Regions from separate parts of the Zea mays genome. Here region 2 is linked to region 1. Evidence: chromatin contacts called from public Hi-C data. All regions are on one chromosome and are shown on one strand. The core of a region is the stretch at or near the end of the contact, and the rest is flanking DNA. Distances in the headings are between cores, read along the strand shown.

Region 1 (3,425 bases), core at 283-2,782:
GATAAAAGGCAAGCAAAAAAAGACACAAAAACCTGGAACGGAGCGCCTGCATGCAAGGATCAGAAACCTGATAAGCAGCACAGATTTATAGGTGATGTCCATAGCAAGCCGACCAAGGACCACACTGTTGGGTCCCGACAGTGAACTTGAATCGCGAGGCTCCATTGTATTCTTGAGACTTTCTTGCGTGCATTCATGCTCTTTTAGCTGTTTCTTGGTTTTTAGGTTTCTGAGTGAGAAAGGGGTGAAGGTATAGGTCCGAGGTAGATCACGCCATTCTTTTTCATTCTTCCTCTAATAAGAACTAGTAGTCGTATTATCAGCAGGCGGCGTGACAAAAAGGAATCCACACGATCGCGGCGCCGTTGAGGACAAGAAAAGCGTTGGCGGATGTCAGCAAAAAGAAGTGCAAACTTATGTCGATACATATCACGGATGATTCAATAAAGCTTTTTTTAAAATACTATTTAAAACCATTTCTTTTTTCCAGAGGTGGAAGAACTTTTACAGTCGTCACTAATCTAAATCTCCAGAAGACGAAAAGAGAGAGGAAAACCCCATACAAAGATCATTGGCAGGTTAAAAGAGTCAACACTGGTCATGAAAACCCCATGAATCTAGAGTAGATGCACTAAATAACTGAAGCTAGAAGAAAGAAGAAGAGGAGAAGAAACGGAAGAGGGCACAGATCAGCTTAAGGATAAGCAGTAGTCAGTCAGTAGACATAACCAAGTAAAAATAAATAAATCTGTAGCTACGAGACCAAGAGCAAAGAGAGAAAGCAGGGTGAATCGAATCGAACCGAAAAGCAATAATACTGGAGAAGAAGTGGATAGCAAGCTTTTCAATCACCAAAATCCAATCAACAAGCAACGGGAAAAAAAGAAGTAAGCTTTGCAGCAGCAAGCGGCACCGCCACAACAAGCAGTAGCACGGGTACGCCGTCGCCGTGCTCGCGCTCACCTGAGCAAGAGGCCGGGGTCCCGTAGTACAGCGGCATGGCCCCGCCGCCATCAGCCGCAGCGGTGGAGGAGGCGCACGAGGCCGCGGCGGCGGCGGCGGCGGACGAGAAGCTGAGCATCTGCTCCCCGCCGTGGCCGGGACTGCACGAGCCCAGCAGGAACGGCGCCGCCGCCGCCTTGGTGGCAGCCGCCACGTCCCCGGCGACGACGGGCGCTGTCCCTGTCCTGGGCTGCTTGGCCCTGCCGCCGCCCCACACGTCGTCGTCTCCCCCCGCCGCATTGGGCCCCCGCCCGTGCTTGAGCAGCCTGCTAGATCCGCCGCCGAGCAGGCCCAGCTCCGAGGCGCCCGCGTCCATCACCACCGACCCGCCCAGGTCCATCGTCGCGCCCCCGCCCGCTCGCCGTGCTGTGTGCCCCCGCGCTAGTGCTGCTCGCGTCCATGCGGCGCGGGATGGGAAGCGTGGGAGTGGGGCGGAGGAGGAGGAGGCGGCGGCATTGCTTTGAGTTGTGCTCTGGTTCTAGTGGTATAGCTTGGCTAGCTGCTGCTGCCTGCTGGTGAGTGTGTATGTGTGCTCGGTGGGTGCATGGTGGTGGCCTTGGGTTTTACTTACGGGGGCCGTGGGGAGGGGTGGTTGCGGCCTGCGCTCGGGAAACCAGGCTGGTTTTTCTTTTGGAGGCAGGCGCAGGCACGGCGAGAGGAGGGGAGGCGCAGTAAAGACAGCTACTAGTAGTAGCTGGAGGAGTGGGGCGGCAGGATAAAATAGGTAAGTGCGGTGAAAATTTTAGGGGCGTTTCCGTTTCACCCTACCAGCAGAATTGGATGAGGGCGGTGCAGAGGAGGGAGAGACGGTAAAACATGGTGGATGGTATCGGTGGTAGTAGCCTGGCCAGGACTAGGAGAGAGCTATCCTTTGCCCTTTGGTTCTTGCCACTGCGGTAAAAAAGAAGGGGGGTCTTTGATGGCCATCTGATATTTTTACCGTTTTGCCAATTGAGGAGGGGAGGCATCTTTGCAGGGTAAAGTGTTGCGAGAGATGTTACCACACAGGATTGGGATTTCGATGGTACATGTTAGATGGGGACGTTATTGCCTGTTTCCATGTTCGGGACAGGGCCGCTGAAAGGTGATGTATACGCCTACTCCCAAAGTGTGACCCTTCTCGGCCTCTCACCGTCTCCTGTCACCACTCACCACTCACCACTCGGACTCGGTTCCACGGAGCTTTCGAAGAACGATCCCAAACCAAACCATGCATGCTGCCACACCACACAGGCACTGTAGCTGTACAAGGAAGCCCTCTCAGGCCTCAGGGCACTGCTCACACAGTGTGGGGATTTCTCGGTAGAGCCAGTGGTGCTGCCGGCCGGCCGGCTGCCCCGCCTGCCTTACACAGTCACAGGGGACACCGCGCGCTAGATCATCAGTAAGGCGGTGACACGATCTATAGCCATAGCGAATTATTGGCGCTGGATTCCGCCGGCCCGGGCCCCTGCAGCCGCTTGCTGTTGGAGATTAGGTCGCGAGTCGTAGACTCGTAGGCCACGCAATTACTCTAGTATTGTATGTATATCGCAACCCAGTTTGCGTGTGTGCGCGCGCGCGCGTCTCGTGCAGTGCAACACGCGCCGTAGCTAACTTTGCGGCTTGGAGCAACGCGGCAAAGGATTGGGGTTGCACGCGCTCTGGACCAGCTCGAAACTAAGGATGTGTTTCGTTAATAAGCAGAGTAGAACAGAGCGACTCAATTTTATTTTCTAAATGTTTGGTTTTTTAAAAAAGAGTGTAGTGTCTTCTGGAGTCTATATATGAAATTTATCATAAATATTGTAATGCTTCTGCTCCACAAAAATGATCGGATGCGAGTGCTCTCTCGGATGCAAGTGTTATCCTCTATTCTCTCCCCTCCATACTTATATGACTGTGCGGGCGGGCATGTGCTTCGCACGTGGCGACGACGCATTCCATCGTGTACCGAATCGATCGAACCGACACGGCTTCGTCAAGACGTGATCCAGTCAAGGCACATCAGCTCAGCTCCCGCTTGCTCGGTCCCTGGTACTCCAGTCCAGTCCCAAATAGTATACGCGAGGCTGGGCGGCGGCGTCCTCCCGTCCCGACGACCGCCGGGGCCGCGTGCATTTTCATCAGTTCAGTTCAGCCTCCTCCCCCCCCCCCCCCCCCAACAATGGACGTCGTGGTTATTACAACCGCTACATCGATGCTACTGCTAGATTGGAGCAGAGTACAGTATCCTAATCCTGGGCGCGCGCCGTTCATCGGTCGACCCGTGGTGGTTGGCCTGTGAGCTTCTTCTTCTTTTTTTGTTTACCTGGAGTAAAATGGCATCGCATCGGTAACTTGCCTATCAGTAAGTACGCGAGGGAATGTCTCCGCGCGACTGACCAGTAAGTAATAAGTAGTGGCCTCGGCTCTACGACGCTACGGGGTCAACTCTGGATCAC
Region 2 (3,425 bases), core at 644-3,143, 300 kb before region 1:
GGAAACAATGGCATGTTCGGCTGAAATTTACAACCACTGCCGCTGCAGGCTGTCGATGTTCTTGTAAAATGAAACTATTTTATATGAACCCAAAGTTAAGGGAGCTACCCAAACAGATTCTAGAAAAAAAAATCTCATTGGTCCTCCCAACCCCGAGCCCCACACGGTTCTGGAGGCTTCGTTCCCATCTACAGAACAGCGAGGCTAATCTACAGGCGATTTCGAGGAACCGGTGTCGATCTCTTGAAGCTTTTATACTTAGCTAGTATAGTTCGTACTACAAATAACTAGTTCAGGTTCTTCCTGGTATTGGCTTCCGGTTCAGATTTCGTGACTTTCTGAAGAAAAGTCACGGGTGACTTTTGCCTTCCGGATGCCACTCAATTCACATCTAGTGGCTGCTGCTCCTCTCAACTTTCTCCACGTATAGCAGTTGTTAGTCCAAAGGAAGATCATAGCCCAAATAAAGCCCAGATTCGGTGAAATAAGACTATCATAAATTATAGAGTGGAGGGATGGAAATTGATTTATATATTTATGTATCTCTAGGTTATGTCATTCTTTTTTTTTGAAGTAAGGTTATGTCATTCTTAGGGTCGCTCTCCTATAGTAGAAATGTAGCATATACATATCTTCTCTATATGGTTAACAATAGTACACAAATATATTCCGTATAAAACCGTATTTTCTTAATTGATGTGTGTCTAAATTAGGATTATTAGAATGAAATTCAATTCTAAGCATCCAAATAGGGCCTTAAATATTTTGTATAGCGTTCATGCTCCAAACAACCAAAATAACCTCAGTAAACGGCCAATATCACAGACATCAATTTGCACAGTTTAACCAAATAATTTTAGCAAGTGACCAAGTGTAAACCACGTTCACCCCAAAATAACAAAATAGCCTTCCCATGTAGCAACAATTGGGCTTCTAGAGGAAGTATCAAATGGTCATATCATCAATGTTTTTAGGTCCCTGCAAAGGCAAAGGAAAAGTTGAAAAAGAAAAAAAATCAATATTTAAACAAATTCTACAAGTTGAAAAGGAAATTGAGGGCTTGTTTGGATGGTGGCCACAAAAAGTTGCCTGGCCCAGGCACCAAGCGTTGGATTTCCTACGCCTGGGGCCAGGATGAGTTGCCTGGCAGGCATTTGCCTGCGAGTCCACCATCAATAGATTGGTGTAGCCAGTGAAACATCGCTGTCCATTTGAGCATCATCTATTGATACTTATGTTTCTACGACACCACTGTTTTTCTCATTGTAACACCTCAAAAACTTAACTTGGAAATTTGGTAAAATTCTCCAAAGGTTTGGAGTTAGAATACCTTTTAATGAAACGTTTCTTACCCTTAAAGTTGTATCCCCTAAAATAAATATATTTTATAATAAAAAGTCAAATGAAAAGATCCTTTGTATCCTTGTTAAATTATATATTTAAACATAATCTTTAAAAGAAATAAGTTAAACGATCTCTTATTAAAGATTTTATTTACCTTTAACACAAATAAGTGATAAATTATTGAATTTTGAACACACTTTTAACTAGACTATATTTTCTTTAAATATAAATTTTGTGTACATTGCGTAGTTGAAGCATTGACTTAAAAGAATAATAAAAGACTATGCATGCTGGAGTTTTATTATTGTCCGTGCATTAGATTTTAAAAGTTTGAAATTCAAAAGCAAATTTGAGTTAAAAATAAGATAATGAAATCTGAAAATAGAAAATAAAATAGAAAAAGAAGGAAGAAATGTGCCTCTGGACCGAATTTCCCTCTCTTGGTCCAACTACCCAACTTCCTGCGTGGCCCATTCAACCCAGCTCAGCTACCGGTGGTGGGCGTGGACCCCACCCGCTAGTCCCTCAGCCCTGCCGACCACTCTCTCCCGTGCACCGATAGCTAGGGCTGGATCGTAATCCTCTCCTATCGTGCATGCTTGACTCGTGAGCCTACTTAGCCAGCGACACGCGATGGGAGACTACGATCGCGTCCTTGCTTCGCTTACATGAGGGACCAGCGCGCCAGGTACGTCATCCTCATCGAAGTCCATCGCTGGGCGATTACAGCAAACCCAGGATCCGCGCGGCCGGTTGTGATCGGCTGGTTATTATCCGATTCGCCTCGCAGGGTGTATATATAAGCCCTGAACCACCTCCTCATCCATCAAATCGAACCATCGCGACGACCCAATTGGAGAGCACCTTCGGTGAGGATCAGAGAGGGAGAAAGGGAGAAGGATAGCCGTCGTCGACATCATTCGCCTCCGCCACCATCCAGAATCCCCAATGTGACTGAAGGCGTTCTGTCAGGTGTATGGTGCGTGCTCGGGGAAGCAGTGGAGTGTGCGGGACCACAGAGCCATGGCAATTCGTCGCCGGTGACGGGAGCGCCACTGCGGAACGCACTTCTCGATGGGCGGAGGACGACGCGATGTAATCCTCGGTAAGAGCACCCATATCGATTTCGCCTTAGCACCTGCATCATTTATCACCTAGTTGACTTTGGGAATCGGGCACCACAGCCCCGAAGCGTGGGAGCTGTGTGGAGTGTTGATCCGAGCACATGTGACTGTTATTAGACGTAGAATCACCCTTCGCACGTTTCAATCCGGGTCACTGGATCAGATCGGGTGGTTCTGATCGAATCCCACTTCATTAAATCGTGGTTGTTCATCCTCGATCCTAGGGCGGTCATCGCGTACCGGTTCAAGCTGAGAAACGTTTAATCGATGTTGTCGATTCAGATCGAATGACGCTGATATACCTATACCCCTTCGACCGCATACACTTACGAAAGAGTCCCTGATCTATTTTTAGAATAATCCACAGTTCAGTGTAGTATTAGATTATTGAATCTAAGTCCTAACAATTTGCAGAGAAAGCCTCGAGTTCCTAGGATTTAGCACTCGTTGTCCTTCTTCATAGAAAAACAAATAAAATAAATTAGGAAATTTATGGAAAATATCTGGAAAACGTTTTTAATTGTAAAATTAATAATGAAATACTTAGAAACTCAGAAAATTCATAACTTTGGTGTTTTAACTCCGAATTTTGTGGTTCTCGAACCTACGATCTCGTAGCGATGCATAGAATATTCTTACACAGTTTGTTCATATGCTTTGGTGTAATGTTAGCATATTCATTATTTGATTTATTGTATGTATTGCTACGAGTAGAGGCAAGGTGGTCGTCTTTTTGGTGTTTTAGCTTTTTTACAAAAGTTTCTCATAAATATGCCTTTTCAGTTTCAATTCAGAAAATAGACCCTTACCTTAGCATCATCATTATTGACGTCGATGTTACTAAAAGGGAAATGTGCCCTTGGGCCATTTCTATAAATGTTTTGGTAATTAGATGTCCAACACATGGTTTTAAGTTAATATGTGCTAAGTGGTTGAGAAGCACAAAATCAATAATCA

Evidence for each region. Hi-C and Micro-C count contacts between places; a contact is called where the count stands out from the background.
Region 2: a contact with region 1 is called in a Hi-C map of bundle sheath, with 1.7 times the contacts expected there. The contact joins the enhancer-like site here to the promoter of LOC100285734 in region 1. A contact is called at or near these places in 2 of 25 Hi-C or Micro-C datasets (bundle sheath and leaf).

What each region holds. Positions count from the first base shown.
Region 1 is chr1:278,896,989-278,900,413 of Zm-B73-REFERENCE-NAM-5.0, reverse strand. LOC100285734 reads right to left here and starts at 1,532. Exons shown (of 4, transcript NM_001158625.1): 1 at 964-1,532. The coding sequence starts at 1,342.
Region 2 is chr1:279,196,114-279,199,538 of Zm-B73-REFERENCE-NAM-5.0, reverse strand. No RefSeq gene overlaps it. Among protein-coding and RNA genes, the nearest start is that of LOC103643958, 34 kb to the left of the region's middle. Within about 2 kb of position 1,893, at least 19 of the 20 cell types and tissues checked have an H3K27ac peak or open chromatin away from gene starts, as enhancers often do. A contact at or near this core is called in bundle sheath and leaf, where this site is marked.